Regions from separate parts of the Mus musculus genome. Here region 1 is linked to region 2. Evidence: chromatin contacts called from public promoter capture Hi-C data. All regions are on one chromosome and are shown on one strand. The core of a region is the stretch at or near the end of the contact, and the rest is flanking DNA. Distances in the headings are between cores, read along the strand shown. Region 1 holds the start of Sorbs2os (sorbin and SH3 domain containing 2, opposite strand). Region 2 holds the start of AY512931 (cDNA sequence AY512931).

Region 1 (4,083 bases), core at 558-3,057, 750 kb before region 2:
TGCGGTCACCCTAGACATCTATTTTGTAACAAGAATGTTACAAACGGGGTGTAGTGTTGTGCCTCAATCCTCTCATTGTTGGCACACTTAAAAGAACAGCAGAAACATTATTGAGAAGTGTTCTTAAAGTTTTGCAGTTAAGTGAAGTTTTTCAGTGACCCTTGCTTTTCACCTAGTCTGGTTGTGGTGGGGACTTCAGAAGAACACTTTTCCAGCCAGAGTGGGGGAGAGGCACTTTCAGAAAATAGTGGTGAGGTCCAAAAGGCGCCTTTTCAACCATGAAGAACCAAGACTTTTGGTGCAGAAAACACCAGTTCTGTACCAGGGCCTGCCCACAAAAAGTCATCTTTGGTCAGCATGGTTTTTTACTAGTGAGCAGAGCTTGGGCAGAGTGCTGAGGTGTACGGGGCAAGGCTGAGGACCATGGTGTGGCTTCTGGAGGTGTCCTTTTCACTCAGCACAGGCAGGGGTCCATAGGAAGCGAAGTGCCCTTTTGTCTCTATTTATCTGAGTCGCTACTGTAAACTGGGCCATAGAAAGACAAATGAAACTCTGAAAGACAATGGCTGGTACTTGCAGGTTGGTTTAATGTATGTGTCAGAAAGGAGAGGAGATTTGGGGGGAACATTTGAAAAGGCACATTCTTGCTGTGCATGGAGATTGTATCATACATTTGAACAGTAGTGAGTGCTTTAATACTGCTATTTTTTTTCAAAAGACATTTTAAAGCACATGTTATAATTTTGGAATTATACCTTAAGTATACTTTTGAAGTATTCAAAGGTGAAACAAAGTTGTGGTTACCAGTTACACAGCCAGCCAAGGAAAAGGCAGATTTCTAAATGTGTAGGAGTCAGTAGAACATTGTATGATTTCCTCCGTGTACAAATCATTTTCTGTTTTCTTCTATTACTTATTTATATTTTAATTGTATGTATATACTTGTTTTGCTCACATGTTTGTATTTGTACCACTTGAGTGCCTGGTACCCATGGAAGCTAGGAGAGGGTGTTGGACCCTCTGGAACTGGAGTGACAGATGGTTATGAGCCACCTTGTGGATGCTGGGAATTGAACCTAGGTCCTTTGGAAGAGCAGCCAGTTCTCGTAACCATTGAGTTATCCCACCAGCCCTTCTGTTTTCCCTTAAACCTTAGCATCTGATCTCATTGACAAAGCAGAACAATGTGATCTCTTGTACTGGAGACCCCATGTTTGCTATTTGATCCCCATCACTTGCAAAGTCCTACTATCCTCTGTATCTATGTGGTGCCTGTATTGCCCACCTTGTGGCTCGAGGTTAGCCTTTCATTTAGAAGATAAGAAGAATACTTACGGTTCTCCCCCACCTTGAATGTTTTCATGAGAGAACCCAGGACGCTGTGGCTGAAACGAAATGATTTTCAATGTCATCAATGTTTGAACTGGTATCATTAAAAAGGCAATTTGGGTAATAGCATGGTACTTTTTTTTCTTGACATTTAATATTTCCTGTTGTAAAAAACCAAGAGGAAGAAAAAAAAAGTCCACCAAATAAAGGGTTTCTGTATGCTTAGTAATTCAAGTATTTTGAAGGGTGCTTAAAGTCAAAATACCCGAGGTTCAAACTTTTGAGCACAATCTGGTCTCCTCAAGCTTTGGGGGAAGTTGACATTTAGTCTCATTGATTTTTCCAAGGTCAGGAATATGGCAAGAGCAAGAACAAAAACCACAGGAGCGGGGAGGCTGGACACCATTCAACCTCACTCTCCAGCGCTTTCTCAGACAAGCAGAGGGAAGTCACGCCCAGCCGGAACCACACTCGCTCCCAGCCTTTCCCTTCACGGAAGACATTGCCACGTACGGTACAGATGAAAAAGTCAAGAGCCAGACATCCCATGCTGGATGCGAATTTAAACTCTCCGCTCGCAACCGGGTGAGGGCCGGGTCAGGGAAGCACATGCAGTTTTCCAAAGGGAACACAGAGAACTTTAAGAAGAATGCAAACGGACAAGATCCAGGTAACATATAATGCTTTACCTTCGAAGAGAAATATTGGTAGGAATCCCCAGTGCACTGAACTCTCAAAAGAGTTTCCTTTCTTTTTAAACTAAGCATCAAGACCAGTATCTGTAATAGATACTTATAATATTGGAAATGACGAGCCTTAGCATCCTGTATAGCCACACAAATACTTCAGAGAATGCAATTGAACATGTTTGTTGAATATGGAAGCTCAGTGTATTTTACATCAACCACCCATATGCTATGTTTCAGGGAAAGAGATACATATGACCCATTCACATTTCAAATATTGTTCTGCTAAATGACAGCTACCTGCTAAGATAACAAACGCAGAGCCTAGAAGCTAATAATAATGCAATTAGTCACTAGGGCCACGTCTTCAGGTACCAGGACCAGTGCTTGGATACACATCATTACTATTGATCATCATAAACTAGACGGATTTACCCTGACACTGTCCATAGACACCTCTGGTCCAAGGGTGGGTAGAGAGCCCTGGGGTTGCAGTCAGTATGAGACTGTGAACAGACCCCTTTCGAAATTCAACCGTCATTTCCTAACCCACATCATTAACTTAGTGCAAATTAAGTTCACTGCTGTAAGCCTATTAATTGGGAACATTTTAAAGTAGTATTCCTGTAATTTTTTTCAATATCTATGATGGAATACATAAATTTAAAACTGAAGAATGGATAGGAATTCCCAGCCCCATAGATGCTTTACTCCTATAAAACAGTATTTAAATTTACAAACGATATTATTAAATATAAAATATCGAATGCATAAATGATATTATTTTCAAGGATAATGAAGACTAAGCTGTGTATGGTGGTGCATGCCTTTAATCTCAGCACTCTGGAGGCAGATCTCAGTGAGCTCAAGGCCGGCCTACAGGGCTACATAAGAGGGACCTTCCTCTAGACATTTTTGAGACTTTTAATTTAAGGAATCATTAATTAATGTAATACACAGAGAAACAAGTGCAAGTCACCCATAATGTACACATTACCCTTCCAGTTCTTTTCTAATTCCTTTTGAAGTTAACAACTGTATCAACCTGTTAGTAAGGAGATTTGGGGGTGATAGTCCGGTATTTAGTATTATCATTAGACTTTTACTTGCTCACAGCCTTTGATCCTCCAACCTCCCTAATTATTTAAGTACACTGTCTTTTTGACAGTTAGGAAAGCTGGGCTCTTTGTGTGGGGCTCACGTAATTCCTGGGTGTGTGCCAGCAATTTCCACCCTGTAATATGAAGGGTTTGCGCTATCTCATTCAATTGTGACTTTTGTGACATTTCAAAGAGTTTCTTGGATAGGAATCTTCCTCAGATGAATGGATAACTACTGATCTGTTTCTAAGGAAACTTGCCCATTCCGGCATTAGAGTTAATATAGTTTACGGGTCCTTGGCGAGGAGAGGGATTGTAGTGTTGACGGTCACTTATGGATGTGCATTTGTGTCTGTGTGGGGCACTGTCTGCTATCGACCTTGGTCATGCAGCTTAGATGCCTCAGCCTAAGATCAGGGAGACAAACAGGATAAGAAGCCTCTTCCCCCTGTGGAGCCCATAAAGGAATAGATAATTCACCTCATAGTTTTCTTTTGCCATATACAGATTCCTCTCCTTAATCTTACATGCTATACAGTGAAAACCCCAGAGGTAATAGTTCAACTTCACTGTGGGTGTTAGTTACACAGACGTACATCTAAAGACATTTTGCCCTTCATTAAATGACAAAAAGAGATGGAAGGACGATTTTGATTGGCCCTCTGTTGAATGACGTATTATGACGGACTAGATGGATTGATTTGGTTAAACTCAGCATCTGTGTTTTGGGTTTCCTGTGGGTTATTCAAGCAAAGTGCTTCCAAATACCATCTTTGCTACAGTTTGTGCACCCCATCGCCACCTAGTGGTGGTCAGTGGTAGTAACATGTAAAAGTTGCGCCTTTTGTTAACAGGGATTAAATCCCTTGGGCCTAGATTGATTTTTTTGAAAGGATGTTCTGAAGCCTACAAGATAATTGGAAGTAATAATGATCTGTTTTGCTGGCCACGCTCTTCCTTTTCTGCAG
Region 2 (4,028 bases), core at 23-2,522:
AAAGACTGCCTCAAACAAGGCAGAAGGCAAGGACTCACACCCAAGGCCCAAGGTTGTTCTCTGACACATGTGCCTTGGCTGTCTCTCTCTCTGTCTCTCTGTCTCTCTGTCTCTCTGTCTCTCTCTCTCTCTCTCTCTCTCACACACACACACACACACACACACATACACACACACCTAGTAAGCCTGAAAAGTGGGGCCCACAAGAGAGCTGATTTTTCAGTTATGGTTTACAGTAAGAGCTGCAGTGGACAAGAACAGCTTAAAGATGGACTTGTGATCTTTGTGGGAACTGCTACAAGACATAGCTCCTGCACTCTCCATGCAACTCCTGAGACTGACCTGGAAAGAATGCCTGAGCTCAAAGCAGACCCAGAAGTGCTTTATCTCAGAGGAGGGCTGGATCTCCAGTGGCATGCTGGGAAAGGAATGAGGTCTCCTGGTAGGACAAGAGCATTTGTCTATCACAGTAGCTAACAGAGAAAGATACATTCTTTTTTTCCTTCCAACTACAGGTGAGAAACTGAATCATTAATTTCCCTATAAATGGGTTCTCTGCTGCTCAAAACCTTGCTGAACACAAGTCCTGAATACATTAAAAGCCTCTGTGGGATTTTTTTTTCTACCACTGAAAGAGAAGATGTATGATCATACATTATACACCTGAACACTGCCTGCTGGGCTCAAATAAAGGATATTGCTGTGTGTCTTAGTTAGGGTTTTACTGCTGTGAACAGACACCATGACCAAGACAAGTCTATAAAAAACAACATTTAATTGGGGCTGGCTTACAGGTTCAGAGGTTCAGTCCATTATCATCAAGGTGGGAGCCTGGCAGTATCCAGGCAAGCATGGCGCAGGAGGAGCTGAGAGTTCTATGTCTTCATCCAAAGGCTGCTAGTGGAAGACTGACTTCCAGGCAACTAGGGTGAGGATCTTAAGCCCACACCCACAGTGACACACCCATTCCAACCAGTTCACACCTATTCCAACAAGGCCACGCCTTCAGATGGTGCCACTCCCTGGTCCAAGGATATACAAACCATCACACTGTGTGAACACACCACACAGGGGGGGGGGAGGGAGAGGGAGGGAGGAGAGGGAGGAGAGGGAGGAGGGGGAGAGGGAAGGGGAGGGGAGGGGGAGAGGGAGAGGGGGAGAGAGGGGGGAGGGGGAGGGGAAGAAGGGGAGAGGGGGAGAGAGAGGGGGAGAGGGAGAGGAGGAGAGGGGGAGGGAGAGGGAGGAGGGGGAGAGGGAGAGAAAGAGGGAGAGAAAGAGGGAGAGGGAGAGAGCACACCTGGTGCCACATGTATAGAAATTCGCCTACCTCTAAAGCAACAGAGACTTGTCCAGATTTGATAAACTTAGTTCTGCCTCAAGAAAACATTAGATTTCAGCCATGAGTTAGCCCATCTATAGCAGGGCTGAGACCTCATCTTAAACCCCGAGGGTGTGGGGAACTCCAATCCCTTTGATCTTAGGAGAGGTTCTATTTTTTCTAGAGGGGCCCGCCATAAAGCTTGAATTAGAACCGGGACCTGAATGTCATGAGCAATTTCGTTCCAAGTGTCTCCTGAGCACGCCTGGGAAACTTCAGTAAGTCAAAACATTTGGAACCCAGGAACCATGACTGTGAAAAATAAGTTTTTTTGTTTTTGTTTTTGTTTTTTTTTTTTCCAGGAGAGCCAGAGAGGGGCCTCTGTGTGTGGTCGTGCTGGAGGAGACACAATAATGGAGCTGACCATAGGTAAAAGATTTCAGACAAGTGAGTGATAATACTGGTGGAGCACCCCCAGTGAACCGGTTCCCTTTCCACCCCGACCACTACCCAGAAAGACAGAAAGGCCAGGGATATTTTTGGTATGGTGAGGCGCAGGCCCTTGCTGAGGCATTCCTTCCTGCTGAGGGACCAGCCAAGTGTCAGATATAGTATGGAATAGAGTTTATTCAGGTCATGAGGAGGGGAGTTGAGGGGGTGGTAGAGACAGAGAAAGGGAGAGGGAGGGGGGGGGGAGGGGAAGGGAGAGGGAAAGAGACAGAGGAGACCATGAACACGTGGAGAGAGAGTGGGGGAGGGGAATGGGGAGAGAAGGGACAGAGAAGGGGTGTGTGTGTGTGTGTGTGTGTGTGTGTGTGTGTGTGTGTGTGAGAGAGAGAGAGAGAGAGAGAGAGAGAGAGAGAGAGAGGAGAAAACAGTCCCTTTTATAGTGAGTCAGGCACTCCTGGCTGTTGCCAGGTAACTGTGGGGCGGAGCCTAGAAGAAATGCTAACAGTGAGGGGGGATGGTACTTTCTGAACTAGGGGCCCAAGAGCCTCACCTCCATTGTTCTTGCCAGCAAGGACAGGAGGGCGTCATTCTATGTCCTTTTCTCTCAGCGAAGCATGAAGTGGTCAGTGGTCCATGAGGGTATTGTTCTTGTGTTCTGAGCTGGAAATTCACTCAGAGATGTCCCGCCCGCCCCCGCCCCCCCCCCAGCTGCTTTAGGTTTGTTTTTACAGATTTATTTTTATTTTATGTATTAGTACACTGTAGCTGTCTTCAGACAAGAAGAGGGCATCAGATCCCATTACAGATGGTTGTGAGCCACTGTGTGGTTGCTGGGATTTGAACTCAGGATCCCTGAAAGAGCAGTCAGTGCTCTTAACCGCAGAGCCATCACTCCAGCTGCTTTAGTTTTGAAAAGATTTACAAAGTGAGCAGAAAGGCTCTTTATGATCTACTCTCACCGAGAGACAAAACCAGAACAAAGCAAAACAAACAAACAAACAAACAAAAAACCAAGCCCATAATATAATAATTTTGCTCTTTGTTTTGTGTGTGTGTGTGTGTGGGGGGGGGGGGGGTGTTTTGTTGTAAGATGGGATCTCACGCAACTCTGACCTCAAAGGCCCTAGCCAAGGGTCACTTTGAACTTCTGACCTTCCTGCTTCTGCTCCCTGAGGGTTAGGATTGCAAGCATGTGCCGCCCCGCCCAGCCTCCTGCATTCTGGAAATCAAGCCAGGGGCTTCCGTAAGCACCCAACAGGCTGCTCTCCGTAATAAAGGATTGTTCCGTAGCTCCATGCTTGTGACCCTGTAACCACACCAAGAAACTGCTTCACAGTCAGTGGCCCCCACTCCTCCTAAGTAACTTCTGTTGCCGGTTATGTTGACTGGGTAAAGAGAAAGCGGTCTAAGCTAATATTTGAGAACACGGCTCACGAGGTGAAAGAGCCAGGTGATGACGAATAGAATGAAAGAATGAGGCCAGGTGCAGAGTGGGGACAAGGGGCGGAGCTTCAGCGTCTCTAACACTTTAAAGCCAAGGTGAAATGGACCTCGCAAGGCAAAGTGTGGGAGAAGCAGGCTGAAAGAATGAGAACTTCGATTTTCTTCTCTAGACACGCCCTCATAGTCCTACAGAACAGGGTGAACTTTGTCCATCCTCCACTACGTTGGTCTGAATGAGGCGGTCCCCATACTCTCGAGCATCTGAGTATTTGGTCACCAGTTGGTGACTGCTGCTTGGGTAGGTTTAGGGGGTGTGGTCTTGCTGGAGGAGGAAGTACATCACTGGGAGCAAGCGGCCTTTGGGGTTTTCCGAGCCCGGTGTGGTTTTTAATACACTCTTTCTGCTTCCAGTTTGTGGTTCGTGTGGTGAGCCCTCAGTTACTGTTCCAGTCATTTTGCCTGCTGCCATGCTTCCCGCCATAACGGTGATGGGTTTATCCTCTGGGGAGAGTAAGCCTCAAATAGAGTCTTCATTCTAGACACTAGTGTGGTGACGGGTGTTTGATCACAGCAACTGCAAAAGTCATTAAGATGTAGTTTTGCAATCAAGAACAAATACTTATAATTTGGGGGTGATAACAATAGATACTGCCTATACTGTGGTTATAATCCTGTAGCAATAGTTCATAGATAAGGGTATGGTCTAGACACCGTGGAATCTGTTGCGGTTATTTTAGTACAGAATAAGCCTAGCCTTGTTATTCGGAATTTCAGGAACCTTAGCTTTCAGTGACAGCTTCGCTACGTCCCTCATTAA

What was found. Promoter capture Hi-C pulls out the DNA fragments that hold promoters and counts their contacts.
Region 1: a contact with region 2 is called in a promoter capture Hi-C map of embryonic stem cells, with 2.0 times the contacts expected there. The contact joins the promoter of Sorbs2os here to the promoter of AY512931 in region 2. A contact is called at or near these places in 4 of 39 promoter capture datasets (embryonic stem cells, liver and stem cell-derived epiblast-like cells).

What each region holds. Positions count from the first base shown.
Region 1 is chr8:45,817,021-45,821,103 of GRCm38.p6, reverse strand. Sorbs2os (sorbin and SH3 domain containing 2, opposite strand) reads left to right here and starts at 1,807. Exons shown (of 6, transcript NR_045739.1): 1 at 1,807-1,999. It overlaps Sorbs2 (sorbin and SH3 domain containing 2), which reads right to left. Exons shown (of 24, transcript NM_001205219.1): 22 at 1,336-1,385.
Region 2 is chr8:45,062,662-45,066,689 of GRCm38.p6, reverse strand. It overlaps AY512931 (cDNA sequence AY512931), which reads left to right and starts at 1,272. Exons shown (of 5, transcript NR_033588.1): 1 at 1,272-1,596; 2 at 1,681-1,765; 3 at 3,382-3,509; 4 at 3,623-3,721.